2 separate regions of the Danio rerio genome follow, and region 2 is linked to region 1. Evidence: chromatin contacts called from public Micro-C data. All regions are on one chromosome and are shown on one strand. Each heading gives the region's core, a stretch centred on a gene start, on an enhancer-like site or on the middle of the called end of the contact. The rest is flanking DNA. Distances are from core to core; before and after follow the strand shown.

The links. A called contact is a pair of places that touch in the nucleus more often than the background predicts.
Region 2: a contact with region 1 is called in a Micro-C map of caudal fin, with 10 times the contacts expected there. The contact joins the promoter of inpp4ab here to the promoter of cacnb4b in region 1. A contact is called at or near these places in 2 of 18 Hi-C or Micro-C datasets (caudal fin and an unstated tissue) and 1 of 4 datasets of contacts at active chromatin or transcription factors (embryo).

What each region holds. Positions count from the first base shown.
Region 1 is chr6:15,117,404-15,122,068 of GRCz12tu, reverse strand. It overlaps cacnb4b (calcium channel, voltage-dependent, beta 4b subunit), which reads left to right and starts at 2,081. Exons shown (of 14, transcript NM_001113516.1): 1 at 2,081-2,258. The coding sequence starts at 2,196. All of the region lies in intron 2 of LOC141386203 (a long non-coding RNA gene), which reads right to left.
Region 2 is chr6:15,264,183-15,268,716 of GRCz12tu, reverse strand. inpp4ab (inositol polyphosphate-4-phosphatase type I Ab) reads left to right here and starts at 3,100. Exons shown (of 22, transcript NM_001128547.1): 1 at 3,100-3,184.

The DNA of each region.
Region 1 (4,665 bases), core at 832-3,331:
ATGCACACATATAAACACTATACAAAAAGTCACACACTATAAATGTACATACTCCATACATATATACACACATGATATTCCATATCATATATACACACATGATACATTAAATCCATATACACTTTGCACAAATGCAGTTATGATAAACTCAGAAAATTACACTCCATAAATGTATAGACACACACGATACACCATATACATTTACACACTCACGATATACACTATACATGTAAACACACACCCTATACAAATAGACACATACAATACATGTACACACTCCATAGATATACACTTTATACAAATACGATAAATTTCATACATTACATATACACGCATGATGCACTTCTGTCAGTGTCTGGGATCGAACCCCAGTCTTTGGCGTGAGAGATGAGTGACGAATCCACTGAGCTACTGATATATGTATTAAATATATATATATATATATATATATGCACACATGACTCACTATATACATTCTGTATACACACAGCCTATACATTTACATACTCCATACATATACACACATTATACATTCCATCCATATACACTTTATACAAATGCAGATATGATACACTCCATACATTACACTATATCATATACACACATGATGCACTCCTGTCAGTGTCTGGGATAGAACACTGGCTTCTGGTGTGAAAGGTGGATGATGAAACCAATGAGCTACTGGCAGTTGATGAAACCAAATAATAACACACTCCATAATACACTCCATAAATATGCACACATTATACACTCTATACACATACACACTCACAATACACCCTATACATGTACACATTCCATATATATGCACATGATACACTCCATACACATACACAGTCCATACACATGCACACATGATTCTCTCATGATGCCTTCCTGTCAGTGTCCAAAATAGAACCCAGGTCTCTGGCATGAAAGGTGAGCGACAAATCCACTGAGCTAATGGCAGTTGATGAAACCAAACAATAACACACTCCATAAATATGCACACATTATACACCCTATACATATGCACACATGATACACTCCATACAAATGCACATGTACACACTCAATACATATATACACTCTATACATTAGACATTATACATATACACACATGATGCACTCCTGTCAGTATCTGGGATAGAACCGGGCTCTCTGGCATGAAAGGTGAGTGATGAATCCACTGAAATCCTGGGATTTGATGAAGCCAAACAACGATAGCAAACTCCATGATACACTCTATACATATACACTCCATACATATGCACATGATACACTCTTAACATATACACACACCATACAGACACACCCTATACATGTACACACTCCATACATATGCACACGGTAACTCCATACATATGCACACATGATACACACTAATTACAGTTTTTTTTTTACTTTTTAAGAACAGTAACCTTTCATTTTTAACTTTTAAAAGCATATTTTAATTTAAACGTTGATGTTTTATTTTTATTTGTTTATGTTTCACATATAAGCACAGTACAGTGTTAATGTTCAAGCTATTTAAATTGTTTAAAGTGGCTGACAATAAACATTTTAAATAATAGGAATTATTATCTGCCTCGTTTTAGAACTGTGCAGAGCTGCAGCTGCTTTACTGGGCTTACTACGCTTCTGTATTTCAATACTGCTGCTCATTATAGTGGTTCTTGGAGAGACTATTCTTTTCTGAGGTGGTACTTTAAAGAAAAAAGTTTGAGAACCACTGTACTAGAATATTTAAGAAATAGCGCCACTGTGTGGGTGATAGCAGATAGTGATGCTGCTATTCCCATTAAATCATAAATGTATTCTTTGTAGTTTTATTAAAGTACAGCACACCTTTTTATAAAACAGCTATTTTCCCCAAGTAAACCTACTGATATAAATGTGTTGTCCGTCTTAAAAGTGCATATTTTTATATCTTAATTTCATTCTAGCCACAGAAAGGGAAAATAATCTGACTCTCACTGTGGCCACACGAGCGCGCAGTGCTTGTGCCTGTGGTGCGCGCGCACCTGACACCTGTCACACTGTGACGAGTTTCTGGCTCTTCTGATGCACGAGAGCAGAGCGGTTCTTGACGGTCGCGGGGCAGCACTCAACCCACATCACCGAAGCTGGAGCAAGCCGTCCGAAACCCTCCAAACTTCCACTGGGCCGGGCCAGCAGGCCAGCAACCCCCGATCTGGACCGATGTGCTGGCCGAGATGTCTCGACACATTTATATTAGGAATAAGATCGGCGAGGGAATCCAAGCACCTATATTTCAGGTGACTATATTTAAACTTTTAACTGTCATTTGACAACTCTTCATGATTAAAAACCCAAATATATTGTAATATTTAATTGTGATAGTATTCACTTTAGTAAGTACTATATAGTAGCCTACGCTAGTACAGAAGAAGTAGAGCGTGTTGACGAATGTTTGTAGTTTTTATTGAGGTGTGCTATTTTGTGATGTTTTAATTGTTTAGATGGGGCGTCAATGGTAGCCAACTTGAATTAAACACAAGGGTATTTAGACTTTTACCAAACTAAACTTTTACAGTTTATATTAAATATGATTCTTGAAGCAAAAGTAAATCCCTTGCAAGCGTAATTGTTTGAATTTTTGACCGTAATGATGAAGGAAACCATCACCTGACTCCATTAAAAGCACCCTAATGCTGTGAAACGAGCACACTGACCTATTTTTTGGTGGCCCTATTAAGCAAACTTTAAAAAGAACAAGCTCTCTGTCTATCCTCAACACTACTACAAACCCTAGAGGCCCCCTAGAAATAGAAACAAATCAGACCTTGCTAATTATTATCCCTTAAGTGACTATTTTTGGTCAGCCCACCCCATCTTTCTCTCTTGCTTTTCACATTTATGAAGCCCTTGCAAAATCTACAAAATTCACAATGGTTTTCCAACCTGAAGCAGTAAGGTATTTGTAAAATTGTGTACAAATTATAATTAATATTAAAATGAAGACTTTTACTATTCTAATAATACTTTTAGGGGAACTGTTTGTTGCATATACGTGGGTTATAAAAAGAAATTGTAACAAGTATGTAACTGATTCAGTCTAGATAACCTTTATTAACTCAGCATATTCAAATTATGAGATATAAATAATGTTGAGATCTGGGCGAAGCAGTGGTGCAGTAGGTAGTGCTGTCGCCTCACAGCAAGAAGGTCACTGGTTCGAACCTTGGCTCAGTTGGCATTTCTGTGAGGCGTTTGCATGTTTTTCCTGCGTTCACGTGGGTTTGCTCCGATTTTCCCCAAAGACAAGGCTAAATTGTCCGTTGTGTGTAAGGGTGACAGGCCGGCCGGAATGTGTAAAAAAGTCGTTATCATATGGACAAGTCTAAATGGAGGACTTGTTCCAAAGAGCCAACCCCGCAACCATACGGGACAAAGGCCAAAGAAGAAGAAGAAGAAGAAACAATGTTGAGATCTAAAGAAATTTAGTTGTGAGTTATGAACAGAATTTCCAGGAAATTCAAGAAGAAAAACATCTCAGTAATACAACATATAAACAAATTTGAGAAAAAAAATCATTGCAATATGTAATTTACAAGGTAAAAAGACATAATTCTGAGTTCATATCTACAAGATTTTTTTTTCTTTAGAAATGCACAATATAAACTTGCAGCAAAATTTTCAAAATAGAAAAATCATAACTTTTTTGCAAGATATAAATTGTATTTCTTATAAGTTCAAATCGAACTCGCAATAAAAAGTCACAATTGCCTTTTCTTGTTCTTCCATAATCTTGATTTTTAAAACCTCTTGATATTTTTTCAGCTGCAGACGATTATTTTCCTCTAGGTGTGAAGTAAGGGTTAATATAGCTGAAAGAACACTTGTTCTCTCCTACCTCTTATATAAATCCCTTAATAAATTGTACAGATAATTTACATTGATGCAAGTGGCTCTCATTGCCAAATGAAACCTAATTAATGGTCACTAATGCACTATGCGTAGCAAGATTTTTATTTCTCCTGCAGCGCTTGCATCCTCATCCTTATTTGGCTGACTCCCATGTTTAAAGGAACACTTCCCTTTTTCAAAAAAGGCTAATAAATTTTACATCTCCCCTGGTTTACCATTAGAAATTAGTTCAGCCACTCTCTAGCTCTGGCTGGAGCACTTTTAGCTTAGCATCAATCATTGAATCAGATTAGACCATTAGCATCTGATTTAAAATAATCCAAAAATCATGTTTGATAATTTGCCTATTTTAAACTTTAGTCTTCTCAACTTACATCATGTACTAAGACTATAAAGAAAAGTTGCTATTTTCTAGGTCTACATAGGGACTTTAATATTGTTCCGGCGTAACAATCAAGGAACTTTGCTGTACTACCATGATACTACCATTTGCTGTGGCACAATGATATTATACAGTGCTTCAAAATGGTCCCCAGCAAGGTAACAGCTTAACTTTTCAGTTTCCGTCGTCTTAGTACACAATGTAAATACAGAAGAGTCAAGCTTTAAATAGGAAAATTATCAAAACTCTTTTTGATTTTTTTGTGTGAGATGCTAATGGTCTAATCTGATTTAATGATTTATGGTAAGCTAAGCTAAAAGTGCTTCTGCCAGACACAGAGATCGGCTGAATGGATTCAAAACTGGCAAAACTCAACTGTTTAACTCTAGGGAGTTGTAAAATGAGCCTATTTC
Region 2 (4,534 bases), core at 1,851-4,350, 150 kb before region 1:
TAAAAAAAAAAAAAAGTTATAATGACCCCACACTGGCTATTCTACTTGTTGCTCTTTACATAGGTCTATCTATCCATCTACATTGTGATTGAGCACTGGTAATCCAGATTTAGTGATCCTGAAAAGTTCCTATCCGGATCAGATTGATCCAATCCAATGTTGCTTTGAAAAACTGGCTCAAAAAGTAAGATGGATTACGTGATCATGGATCGCAAAAACAGGATTACTAAATCCGGATCAATTTTATCCAGATTAAACCTTTTGAAAAACCGGGCCCTGATGAGATCAGTTTAATCCAGGTTTTTTGGATCAAAGTGATCCAGATCCTACAAAAAAGGTCTGAAAAACCCAAACTAAAGGTTTGATCCGGATCAAAACCAAGATTGGATTATGTGATCTAATCCGATTATGTAATCCGTTTTTTCTTTTGAAAAACCCAATTTCAGGATTTGATCCAATCCCTCATCCAAAATCCTAGTGGATTACTTTTGAAAAACCGGGCCCTTAAGATTATTATTTTTTGATTGGCTACAGAACAAACCATTGTTGTCCAATGACTTGCCTAATTAACCTAGTTTGCAAAATAGCTCAACAAATATTATGTACTCTTATCAAGGTGAAGACAAAAAAATATGTATTAGTTTATTAACTATTATGTCTAAAAATGTGTTGAAAAAAAATCTCTGTTAAATACATTTTCACATAGGAGGGCTAACAATGTTGCCTTCAACTGTACATGGTATAATGAAGGTCAAATTTAGCTATACTGTAATGTGTAAACGCATTGATCATATGTTTGCTTAAAGTCCCCAGTTAAATTAAAAAGTTAAAAGCAAACCAAGCTAAAATTGTTTTGACAATATATGTCTTATTCTGGAGTAATAATTGTAGACTTTGAACAAAATAGATTATCTTTTAGTATGTTGTTTTAACCCAAATTTGAGTAAATTGAAGTTCATATTTTACCCAGATTTGGGTGAATGATTTTTAGAGAGTAAATTCATCCATTTTCCTTCGGCTTAGTCGCTTTATCAGGGTTCACCACACAGCGGATGAACCGGATGCTCTTCCAGCTGAAACATCCACACTCATTCACACACATACACTACGCCAATTTAGTTTATTCAATTCACCTATACCACAATTCTTTGGAATGTAGGGGATACCCACGCGAACACAGGGAGAACATGCAAACTCCACATAGAAATACCAACTGACCCAGAATTTGAACCAGCAACCTGTGAGTCGACAGTGCTGAGCCACCGTGTCACTTAGAGAGCACATATTTATATAAAAAATAAAAAAATAAAAAAATAAAAAAATTATACGTAGGCTATTTTGTAGCGCTGAGGTCAGATGTTAAGCATAGTCCTCCAGTTTCAAAAACAACGTTTAAGGCTAGTCAATATTAAATTACATGTTTGAGCTTTCTCAAGTCTAAATAACTTGCAGTGAGATGTCTTAAAATACATCAGTGTAATTTTTTTCACCAGGTGCACACCAATAATATATTTTTCCAAGGCCATTTTTATAAATTTGGCTTAAATAGCCTAATTTAACGAAGGCCTAGTCCTGGCTTAATCTAAGCCCTGTTTGTGAAACTGGGCCAGTGTGTTTTATATGTTATGGAGGGAGGTGTCAGGAAAAAGAGGGGGAAGCGTATGAGAGGATAAAAAACAGGGAGGGGGAGAGATAGCGCGCGGTTTTCCTTGTGTTCATGAGAGGATAGGAACACCTCCCAATACTCACTGTGCTAATTTTGTAAAGAAATAAAGAAATTAAGCTGTTGGTTGAGTTTTACAGGATCACCGTCTCCTGTCTTTTCAATTTGGGCACATCTATATTATTTATTGATTGATTTATTTATATTATACTCATATTCATTCTTTTATGGTTTTAAAAAATATTTTATAAGGAATTTAACTAAGACTTTACACGTGTTTACATTTTGCTACAATTATTTTGTTACAATCTTTTGTTATTGTGCCTGAAAAAAAATCACCGCAAAATGAAAGTGAAATTAAAACTGTGCTGTATTTCTAAAACCCTCCGCATGATGGCAATATAGATCCTGCAAATTAATAATATCAAACATTAGTCGTGCTACGAAATAGACTTGACATTGCAGAAACATTACGCCATGCAACAGACGATCAAATCTACCAACACAAGGTATTAATAACATTTAATCCGATAATAATCAAAGAAACGTGCACAAACTCATTCATAGACCAAATTAGCCTATTGTTCAAATACTATGTATGCCTTTCTTAATAATTATGGAGACTTTCATTGAGGGATTAATTTTTGTGCAACTAAATTGATAAAAAGAGAGAATATTTAACCCCTTAACTACCCCAAGGAAAAAGCTCCTATATCGCTAGTTGGCACTCAATTCATTTTTTTTCAACACATCCCATAATTTCTAAAATATCAGCCTCTAATAAATGGTTGATGTCGGTTTATGATAAAAGTATCGGAATTAATACAGCTACTATAAAATATCCGAAAATATGAAGTGTAAGATTAATTTATTTAAAATCATCTAAATCATCTTTATTTTTTGAAGTATGCCATAAAAATGTCAGATTCTCATTTAACATGCTTTCTTGTTTTGTTTTGTTTTACAATAGGCTAAAACCAAAATCAATTGTAGTAGTATAACATGCTTATGTGTGTTTGATTTTTTTGTAAACCAACAATGCTGTAACCATTATTTAAAACAGTCATTTTTTAAATTAATTTAACAGTCAATATTTAAAACAGTCAAAACATGGTCAACAATTTGGTAGAGCAGGCAGTCAAAGGAGTAATATGCCCTTTTAATTCCATAACAAATAATAGCCTAAAAGGGATTTAGATCTATAAAAGTTCACACATTCACAATTAAATGAATTAGAAGCAAGTCAGTTTGTTATACTCGTATACTGTTTTATTTTCTGTGACAGCGTTGTCTTGATTAGCCTAATTATTTAATGTTTTCCCTTGCACGTGTAGTTGCGGGCAGAGCGCGTGGGGAAGGCGGGGCCAGACGCGGCGACATCACGCATCAGGGCGGGGCCACTCTATGCAGCAGCGCAGCGAGGAAAAGCGAGAGGCAGCGCACTGGAATTTGGCAACACAGATTCGCATGCACCACAACTGTGCCGATGATAATATGGATTGACACAGCGCTTTCTGAGACGTGAGTACATCTGATCTGTGAAACAATCCGAAGGATGAGTCTGGAGTTTCTTTACTGGTTGCACAACCAAGATAAAAGACCATATAAAGAAATGTGTTGTTTGGTTGGTGTGTTGTGCGCAGAAAGGCGAACTGGGGATAAGTTACATTTGCGAGCTGTTTGAATGACTTGGCTGCTATGCCATTTTATAATCGCTTTACCTTTGCGAGTTTCTGCTATGTATGTATAGAAACAAACATAACTCTGACTGTCAAATCGAAAGCTAAAGCACAAAGGTTGCTTTTTGGGAGAAAACGATGTCTTTCATTGGCAGAAGAAGGTGAAAGTATGCATATGCGGTGCGACCTGACAGGCCGGTGTTTGTTTTTCTTGCGATTATTTTGTAATTTATTATGTTGACTGAAGTTTCCGAGTTGTTCATGCTTTGCCTTACTCATCTATCCATCTAAGATTTGGCTTGTAACTTGTCAACATTCTCAATACATGTCATTAGGCTGCTTAAAGGGACAGTACACCCACAAATGAAAAATAAATAAATAAATAAATACTCTCTCTCACACACGCACACACACACACGCACACACACGCACACACACACACACACACACTTAGGCCATCAATATATATATATATATATATATATATATATATATATATATATATATATATATATATATATATATATATATATTGAATTAAAGTTGGTTTTGTATTCGCACATTCAGAATTTTCTAATATTATATTTTCAGAAAAGTATGTTCAAATTTTAAATAGAGAAATCATGTTTGCAGCCAAAGACTATCAAAGTACAACATTGTTCAGTCAATTAAATAGTGCTAATGTTGTTTTGAAGTAATTTCTGACAGAATATTCAAAGTAGCATGGTAAACAATATTGGATAGGGACCCTGTCACAAGTAGTCACAGAATGAATGTGTGAATATAAAACCAACTTGACCTCAATAACCTAATCATAATTTCTTTAGTAGAGGATTAATTGACATTTTTAGCTGATACGGTGGTCTTTAGTGGATTTAAAAAAGGAAGACTATAGCTATTGGCACTATGAGAGCAAATAAAACAAAACAAAATGAATACCTTTGGGTCTTATGAAAGATTGAGGTCTTATGAAGCAAAACAATTGTTCTGTGAAAGAAGCTGAACATTAATTACACTTTAATGCCCTTCGCAACCTTAGTAAACAGTCTTTAAACTCACACTAAGCTCACATTGTTTACAGCTTTTGTATACTGTAGGTTACAGCATCTAGGATAAACACAAGTACAATTTTAATGTACTCGAAGCAACATATGTGTCCTCCCTCTCTGTTACTAACACAGTAATCTGTTTT